2 separate regions of the Gossypium hirsutum genome follow, and region 1 is linked to region 2. The links are chromatin contacts, called in public Hi-C maps. All regions are on one chromosome and are shown on one strand. The core of a region is the stretch at or near the end of the contact, and the rest is flanking DNA. Distances in the headings are between cores, read along the strand shown.

Region 1 (4,602 bases), core at 749-3,248, 290 kb before region 2:
ATATGTAAAACAAGCAAATTCTAAAACAAGGCACCGGCTGGGACAGATTCGTAGATTAAATTGGTCCAAGACCTCTCAAGTTTATATGAGGATCAGAGATGAATGTCAAAGGCGTTTCTTCGATCTATATGAAATTCTGATAACAAATGCATAGTTCTAGAAGTACCTTTCAGAGCGAGGCCCAAGCAAAGCAGCAGAGAGATCTTTTCCCAATTCCAGGCTCTTGTGGAAGCTCCCATCAAAGTCCCCATAAAATTCAATCTATAAAGAGATTTTAGATGATTAAGAGATGGATAAAAAAATAATGCACTTCAATAGAGAAAAGGGAAGGGAAAAACAAAAACAGAACAAATAGCTTCGAGTTCAGATTGTATTAATCTCAGTTTAAATTTTTACAAATGCCAAAGATCTTTCAAAGTGATTACAGGCCCTCAGATAAAAAAATAATGATGCGACAGACTTTCTATCTTCCTAATCACTACATCTCCACTGAACCATACGTAATAATTAGGAATATGAGAACAATGATAAATCCAAATTGCAAAACAATAATATTAAACTCGTCAACAATCAACAAGACAGCATAAGAAAGAATTCGTACAATGCACAAGTAACACTACACATCATTAACATGGAATGACTTACCACATCTTTGGCTTGCAGTTTGTCTGCCCAGGCATTCATAACATAAGGATCATTAATGGCAACACAAATGACTGAATCAATTCTTTTAGCCTTGAACTTATCGATGTTCTTCTTGTAACTAGGCACATGCTGTTGTGAACAAACACCTGTGTATGCTCCCTATACACAATCCCAAATACAATGTAAATCCAAGTTTCATCAAATTTCCATTCTAAATAATAACATCAGAAATAGCAAACTGATAGGTCCACACTCCACTTTCTTTTGTTCTTCTTCTTTCCTAAACCCGGTTCTTTGAAATACGAAAATCATGCACCCTATGTTACCTAGACTTTTCTGTTTTGGACGCCTATGCCAGACACATATTTGGGCATAAATATCGGATTACAATCATCCAAATATATGAAAACGCTTAAAAAGAAAATTGGGGTATACTCGTGTTTGGCACATACTTTCGTATCTGACACTTCCAATTCCGGGTAACATAGCAAGTGAACCAAATGCAAGGATACATCTACATTCTTCTTTAGATACTGCTAAATTGCTTTTTATTAAACTATTTAGTAAAATCTACCACATCGGAAAAGCTTTGAAAAGTTCCATTCTCTTTAACATAAACTACTTACTCCACTGCCAATTTCAGCATTACAAGAACTAAGAATCGTCACATCATAGATATCTAAATCATGCATATAGTACCTCATATACGGAGCAATCCTCCAGAATTCGTTAATATACAAATTTAAGCTCAGATTTTCCAAACACAATCTCGCAAAATCAAATTCCATCTCTCAATTTCCACATATATAGAGCAGGTGAAATTGGGGGGGGGGGAGAGAGAGACTTACAGGTAGTCCAAAGATGACAACTTTCTTGCCCTGAAATGAAAAATTCTAAAACAAAATTAATACATACTGAATTAAATAATATTGAAAGAGAAACTATACAACGAAACCTTGAAGATGTCATTGACAGAAGTAGTGGAGAAATTGGAGGTAACGCCTTCATCCCAGCTTCGAGCTTTCTGGAGACTAACTTGGGATGCGGCAGACAGAATGTCAGTCCCCACAGCAACCGAGGCATAGCTTCTCCTTGACGCTTCCGTTAGAAGACTTGACTTGATAACGGATGAGGTTGCTCGCCTTAGAATTGTTGACGCCATTGGCTCAGGATGCAGCTGTTGGTATGGGATTCTTTGTCTCAGTCTCTGCTTTGCTTCCGATTGTTTCTTTCACAGGTTTTGGGAATCTTGTTGGTGGAACAAATGTGTTGGGCGGGCCTAACTGGCTTTAACCATTTTTGGACTAAGTTTTGGTATTCACAGCAAAAACAAGTCCTTTACGTTATTGGTCTACAGAAAAATGTTTTTTTTTTTAAATATATTGATATTTGGAATGTCTAATATATTTTTAAACTACTTTTTTATCTTTACTATTGTATTTAATAATTAAATTTTATTAAATTAATTTATATTTTAAAGTTTTCAAAAATAATATAATTAAGAGATTAAAACATGATAATTGACAAATTAAATTTTCAAAAAATGATAATTAGAATGAATATACTATTATTTAAAAATTACAGAAATAGTAATTTAATTCAAACATATTATTTCATAAAAAGAAATGTCAAAACTCCTAAGCAATATTATTAAAAATAATAAGATAATATAAAAAGATATAATTATCTTTGTTTTATTTAGTAATTAGATAGAATGGAAGCTAATTACATAAAAATATTCATTTTATTCTTCCAGCTCATTTGTTTTTAACATGTACAAATTGATTAACATGATTGTCAACTTTACTTTTGTAATTGAACACTGTTGGTCAGCCTTCAATTTTAAAAATGATTTTCTCCTCCTTACATTACTAAGTATATCAATTAGCTTAACTAATAATTAATCAAATATAAGAATAAATCAAGATGTGTTTGGATGTATTATTAAATTGATTTTTTATTTGTGTCAACTTAATATATTAAAAAAAACCTTTCTTTAATATTAAATTATAATATTTTTTCCTATTAGTGTCATCTATTCATATATTCGAAGAGGAACTAACAATGCATATTATAAGGATACTCATTCTGTTAGCTATTGATTATTAGTTGATAAAAATTAAATTATTTTTGCTTCAAATCCACCTAACTTAATTTTACTCTCGAAAAATGAGAATTTTCGTAGAAATTCTTTAAGGCAACGAAGCAAAGCGCCAGCAAACTCGAAAGAGAAGAAGCCACGAATGAATAGAAAAACCATAACAAAAATAGTACACATCAAGTGTTTGAATAAATGCTCTTAAAAGTATTCTATTACTTTGAAGGATTACAATTGAGTGACTAAAAATGAGGGGGGAAAGTCTTTATTCATAGTTGAGATCTCATAGATCCAATAGTACTGTAACACCCTTTACCTGAGACCGTCGCCGGAGTCGAGCATGAGGCGTTACCAGACTAATCTTACTTGTTCGGGGCGTAAAAAAAATTTTCCGATTATTTACACAAATCAAAACAATTTATTTCACTATTCATAATAAAACTATCCACCTGCATGATAGTCACTAAATTAATTATAACTCGAGTTACAAAACTTTAAATTTAAATATGTAAATTTTTCCTGAAACTAGACTCATATGACTTCTTACCATAGTTTTTCCAGAATTTTTTATTTGGCCAATTAGTACAGTTTATTCATTAAATGTTCCCCTGTTTCGCAGTTCAGCAAACCTGACCTCTCTTCACTAAAACTCAATTATCTCATTATACAGAATTTGGATAACATTTACGTTTGTTTCTAATTAAAATAGACTCAGTAAGGAATCTATACCTATAAAATATGACTTATAATTATTTTTATAAAATTTCTAGTGAGTTTTCAAATTTGGAATAGGGGATCACAAAGTCACTCTAAACCAGTCTTACAAAAATTTAAATATCTCAGAATATAGATTTCCTTTGCTTGCTCTGTTTCTTTCCTACGAAAATAGACTCAATAAGATTTAATTCTATATCTTATTCACTATTTAATTCCATTTCTACAATTTTTATTGATTTTTCAAAGTCACGTCACTGCTATGTTTCCTAACTGTTCCATGGCCAACTCTTACTCTTTCATAATTTCTTTGCATCAAACCTCATTTAAGCATACATAATACCAAAACAAGTTCTTATTTAGCTATATCATAAGCTAATCATTACCAAGTAATCACATGCCATTCCTTAATTATATCATAAGGACATACACATAAAATAGCCAAGTCCCTATACATGCCATAACTTAAAAGTATTTCTAGTCACAAAATACTGAGATAACTCATTGATAGTGTGAGGCGATCTCTAACGTCTTTACGATTTTTCGAGTTGGCTTTGCGATACTATGAAAAAGAGAAAAAATAAAGGGAGAAAGCATAAAGCTTAGTAAGTTTGCATGTAAATAAACAACAACATTCTAAATGAATTATCTCTTTCTTATCTTATCAAAATCACTATAACCTTTAAACTCAATATGCATAAGTTTTGAATTCTTACCTAAACCTCTCAAACATGTACTTATCTTACCTTTCCTTTGGTACACTCTTTAAATTTCCCTTTGAACCACTTGGAATACTTAGGATACATGGGTACCTTTCCTTTTTAAACTTACCATTGCCATGTCTTGACATGATCTTACATGGTATCCTTGCCTTATGAACTCACCATTGCCATGCCTTGGCACGGTCTTACATGGGATCTTTGCGTTATAGTAGTTTATCAATGCAATGTCTTGGCATGGTCTTACATGATTTCCTTGCCTTGTAAAACTTACCAATGTCATGCCTTGGCATGGTCTTACTTGGTATCCTTAAACCCTAATGTCATGACATTTGCATCCTATACATTCCTAAGGTTCAACCGGGACTTTTAAGTATCATTTCTCCACCAATTCTTGCTTGAATCATCAAGGAGTAAATTTAAAAA
Region 2 (4,969 bases), core at 2,151-4,650:
AACAAGAGAAAATATAACATACTCGTTCAGATCTTGCGCTACCATTCTTGACGACGATGTTGTAGATGAACCAGTGTCCTGACTTTCTGCAACACAAGATGCTGAAACACCAATCACATATCCAATTATCAGTCGATTATGAATAGGATAGCCTATGCTGGTATTTTTATAATAACCCCAAGACCTCACGTCTAAAAAGATCCAGTTAAAGTCCAAGATGAACAAATCAAGAAATTCATATCAAAATAATTTTTATCAAAACCCCAAAAGCTTATGCCTTCAGTCTTCTTGACTGTGGTTACTTCTCTTTGAAGTGTCGTAATAAACAGGGTGAATATATTAGAGACCTTTCTTCAATGGTCTTTTCTTGGCAGAGTCAAAAAAGTGAAAGAATCATAAGTACATCAAAGGTACAAGACTTAAAAGGGTATAAGTTATCATATTTGTTATTAAATGCACAGGCTCTAAAGTAATAGTAATTTAAAGAGACTAAGATGCATACCATCCTTAGAGTTATCAATTGATTCCTTGCATGATTGCTTCCCCAGCCGATATTTCTGCAAATATGGGGTAATGAGTGAAGGAAATAGAAAGTTCTGATTATTAGAACTCCAAATAGCTTAGTATGTAGACTCCCTTCCTCCCAACACAAATATGTGCGATATTAATGGGCACAGGAAATCGGATATTAAGCTTACTGAATATGGTAAATCATGATTTAAAACGAGATCCATCTTTGACATGTAAAAGAGAGGGGACAAAGACATGACATCACTAATATAAAGTACGGAAAATCTTAATGATCATTGAAGAGATGGCAGTGATGACAAACCTGAAGATGTGATTTCAAGTGATAGAGGGTAAGGCCTTTTACTCCCATTGTTCTCATAATAGTCTTTGGGGTTGCTTCTGCAGTGCATATGAAGACAAAATAAGCTATCTACAACTTTAGAATAACAAAATGCAAGAGCATACAAGACATAACAGAAGGGCGCATGAACATTGACTTTTATAATGCCATTGTCAATCAGCTAGGTTTGGTTCACAAAAAAAAAGGAAAACACTTTGGCATTCAAATAGGGAAGCATGCATGCTATAAATGGACAAGACATTATATTAAACTATGGCACAGTTATGATTAGAGAAGTCCGGAAAATAATCATCTATATCTTCGGTAGAATATGAACCACAGTTGCACCTGGAAATAAAGCCCCGACTTCCAACTCAGAGCATACAAAGCCTGATAAACTTTTTCTCTCAGCAGTGACAAGCCTCACCGAAACATAAAGATGCCAGAAAGTTTAACAGTCAGACACTAGTTGCCTACAGATTTAGGTGGTTGCCAATTGGCCATCATGAAATCACCCATAGTGCTCTTAGGTTGTTATCCATATCTTACTACATTTTGCTTCCTCTATTCAAATGAGCAAATTAGTCCATCTATCTTAACAGCAAAGAGAAAATTGGTCCTTTATGTTAAAAATTCCATCTATTTGTACTATTTAAAACTGACGTGATTGATGGAATAACCAAACAGTGTCACGTGGTGTGCCACCTATACCTCTTGCTGATGTACAAAGACTAGTTTTTTTAACAATAAAAATTGATAGAATTTTTAACAAAGGACCAATTTGCTTTTTGATTTAATATACAGGGATTAAGTTGCCCATTTTTTTAGTTAGAGGGAGCAAAATGCAGTCTAACTCCTAGTATAAGGACCTCAATTGTACTTTTACCTGCTACCATCTTATCTGAAAATCACTCACAAAATCAACTATTTTTTATGGTGGTTCCCCAAATCTTTTGACCTCGCATACCAATGGGATTTCAGTTTTCCAAAAGCATCATTATTGCAATTTCAAGCATATAGATTTCTTGAGCAATATCCTCAGAAATCCAATTTAGACACCAAAAATTGAACTATTCATTTAAAGAGACAAGTCCAAGCATTGCATCTAAACCGAACATTGCGTCTTCCAAAAAGAAGGAAATAACACCGCAGCATCTTACAAGCTATGCTTAAACACCATAAAAAAACTTGCTGCACAAGCCCCGTAACTTAATCATTAGGCAGAGTTTTTACACGAAAAAGAAAAACACTAAAACCAAGAATATTCTTCCCAGGCCAAGACAAAGTACCATACTTACACTAGTTTGTCTTCCAACAAAAGCAAGCTAAGTTGCTGACCAAATTATTGAACTCAATGGCCCCAAAACAAGGTTTTGTCTTTTTGGTTGTATTTTATCATAACAGAAGTACACAAACAACATATGGTGGGCTACCGAATTTGACCAAAACTAGGCTTAATGAATCAACTAGACAGTATCTATGTGTTTATATGCAAATGTAAGTTGTGTAAAAATATTAGCAAGAGGTCAAAAATATAGGATTGGCAGATATGATGAAGAAAGAAACAGCCAATAGCAATAAGGTAAAGTTCCTAGACAGTCATGATTCATTTTGAAATGATGTTAATGGAGGTCATGATTCTAAACCATTGCAGTGATATTGTGGCTGCTTATTAATATTAAGTCATAGCTGATATGAAGAACACCCTAACAACATATCTTCTTCATCCAAATAGGGAAAAAAAATATAAATTTTATGAACTGAGGGATTCATGAGTAGATAAAAACTAGAATTACCAAAATAATAATTGGAAAAAAAAGAAGCCCAAATCTCAAAAGCAAGACTAAAACAAAGAAACCAACCCAAAAAAAAAAATTCAGCTATCAATCTAAAAGATCCCGATATGACCAAATCTCATCGCATGAACCCGCCAAGTACTAAAAGTGTTCCAAAATCCTAAACGCTCATTAATATATAACACATTATATAAAATAAAATGATATAAATCCAAATGCTTAAGAAAAAGGGGAGGGGGGTTGGGGAATCACATTTTTAAAGTTGAAAGCAAAAGCAAAGAGAAGCTATAAAGGGGAAAAAAACTGACTGTCAGGGCCGCCAAGTTGAGTAACAGCATCGACGAAACGTTCATGGAGCTCGGCGGTCCATCGGAGTCGGGGCTTAGGATCGGTTGTTAAGACCAAACAAGCATCACCAGGCAAGTTTGTACCATCAAGCGAGCCTTGATAATCTCCCACCCTTCCATCTAATGGTAACGACGGAATAGCCGAGTACATTTCTTCTGGAACCTTGTTCCCAGATAGAAAAAATGCAGTGGAAAAATGAATGGGGGGTGAAAGAGTGGAGCTCTTTGTCCGGGTCTCCAGTTCGGGTACGGAGGCCCAAAGTTAGATGGAGAGAGGAAGAGGAAGGAGAAGAAGATGAGAAGAGAGAGAGAGAGAGAAAAGGGGAGTGAGTGAATATTGAGGCATGCAGAGGTTAAGACAGCGATGTATTGTGTCCTTGTCTTTGTTCTTTCGCTTTCATCTCTCTCTCTCTCTCTCTCTCTCTCCCATCCATCTCTTTTAATTAAATAATTTATTATTGTTTTTGGATTCACTTAATCTGTTGAATTTAAATTAAATAAATTTAATTAATTTATATCACTTGGCAACTTTTAACAGAGCAAACAGTTGTAGCGATGGGTACAACCTTGATTTTCTTTCAAAAATGATATGTACAGATTTTGTAGGTCTCTCTATTCCATTATTACCGACAAATGGTTGATTGAAATGGTTCTATAAAGAGAAAAATGGTAACACCCTATTCTAGTTAAAGTGAAAATATAAATTTTAAATTTGAAAACCACATCTCATATTTCAATCCTGCAAAACATAATTTCAAACACCTTAAGTTTAAAATAATAAAAAATAAAATATTTAATACATTATTGGTGAAATTTTTAAATTTTAAAAAAATTGTTAAAATAAAAAATGAAAAAGTAGAAATTATCTATATTAAATGAAAATTTTGCTTGAGGTTTTTGTGAAAATGACAAATATAGGGCTAAGTTTTGATTAAGACTTTTGAGGCTGAATTGACATAAATATGAAGTTGCTTGAGATTTTAGAACAGTTTAATACCTAATTAGATTTTTAAATTAATTTTGAAGTAAGCTATTCAAGTTAATCAACTAATTGGCAGTTTTTTTTTTAAAGTTGATTGCATATTTCTATACTTGCATTATTGGTTGGTACGGTTAGCTCACTTTGAATTTCAAAACTAACATTTGAAATAAAATTTAAAATTACATACATTTTAATTTAATATATAATATTATACAATTTTAATTTTATATAATTATATACATAGAATTCTAATTTTATTCAATTTAACAAATTATTAACACTGTACAACATAACACTATTTTAATATTTTATGTTTACATATTACATATATAAAATCTTATATATATCTGTCTAAAAAAACTTTACAATTCAATAAAATCCAAAGCTTATAACCTGAAACACAATATTTGCTCAACAAAATGAGCTAGCTGGCTCGAAGTATGAAAATCCAAAGCAATAATTCCGCCCAAACAATATTGGAACAGACCTAAGAGCCTTAACACGAAATTTCATCCCGACAAACTTAAAATGATTACACATGTGGCACCCTCCTTATTCTTCTAGATTAACAGAAGATGCTTTTACAAGAAACTCGACCAACTCGGTTGCTCAACAAAATAAAGCATGGGCGAATGCCCCTAAAAGTACAGAGAAATTAAGGTGCAATATTTAAATCCTAACACAGTTTGGACAACTTTGGGCAACCCCACGGAGATCTATAAATACCATGACTATGGAGTTGATTTGGTATGATTATAATTTATTTTGTACCATTCTTTCCTTTTCCCTTCAAATCTTTGCTGACTTGAGTATCAGAGGGTACTTTGAAGTACAAACTCTGGTGTGCTCTAACTTGTTTTCTACTTTGCAAATAATTTGAAATATCAATTTAACCCATTTAAACCATTTTTTTTGTAAATAAACCATAATAAATTGATGTCTTTTGTGGGAATCCAATAAAAAAAAACTATAGATTCTCCCACTAAACAACCCA

Evidence for each region. Hi-C and Micro-C count contacts between places; a contact is called where the count stands out from the background.
Region 1: a Hi-C map of leaf shows a contact between it and region 2, with 2.0 times the contacts expected there. The contact joins the promoter of LOC107936325 here to the promoter of LOC107936319 in region 2. A contact is called at or near these places in 4 of 34 Hi-C or Micro-C datasets (callus and leaf).

The regions. Positions count from the first base shown.
Region 1 is chrA10:68,938,606-68,943,207 of Gossypium_hirsutum_v2.1, reverse strand. LOC107936325 (peroxiredoxin-2F, mitochondrial) reads right to left here and starts at 1,998. Exons shown (of 5, transcript XM_016869024.2): 1 at 1,601-1,998; 2 at 1,494-1,523; 3 at 646-804; 4 at 167-261. The coding sequence starts at 1,807.
Region 2 is chrA10:68,653,543-68,658,511 of Gossypium_hirsutum_v2.1, reverse strand. LOC107936319 (protein PHR1-LIKE 3) reads right to left here and starts at 3,400. Exons shown (of 6, transcript XM_016869018.2): 1 at 2,955-3,400; 2 at 833-909; 3 at 503-557; 4 at 23-86. The coding sequence starts at 3,144.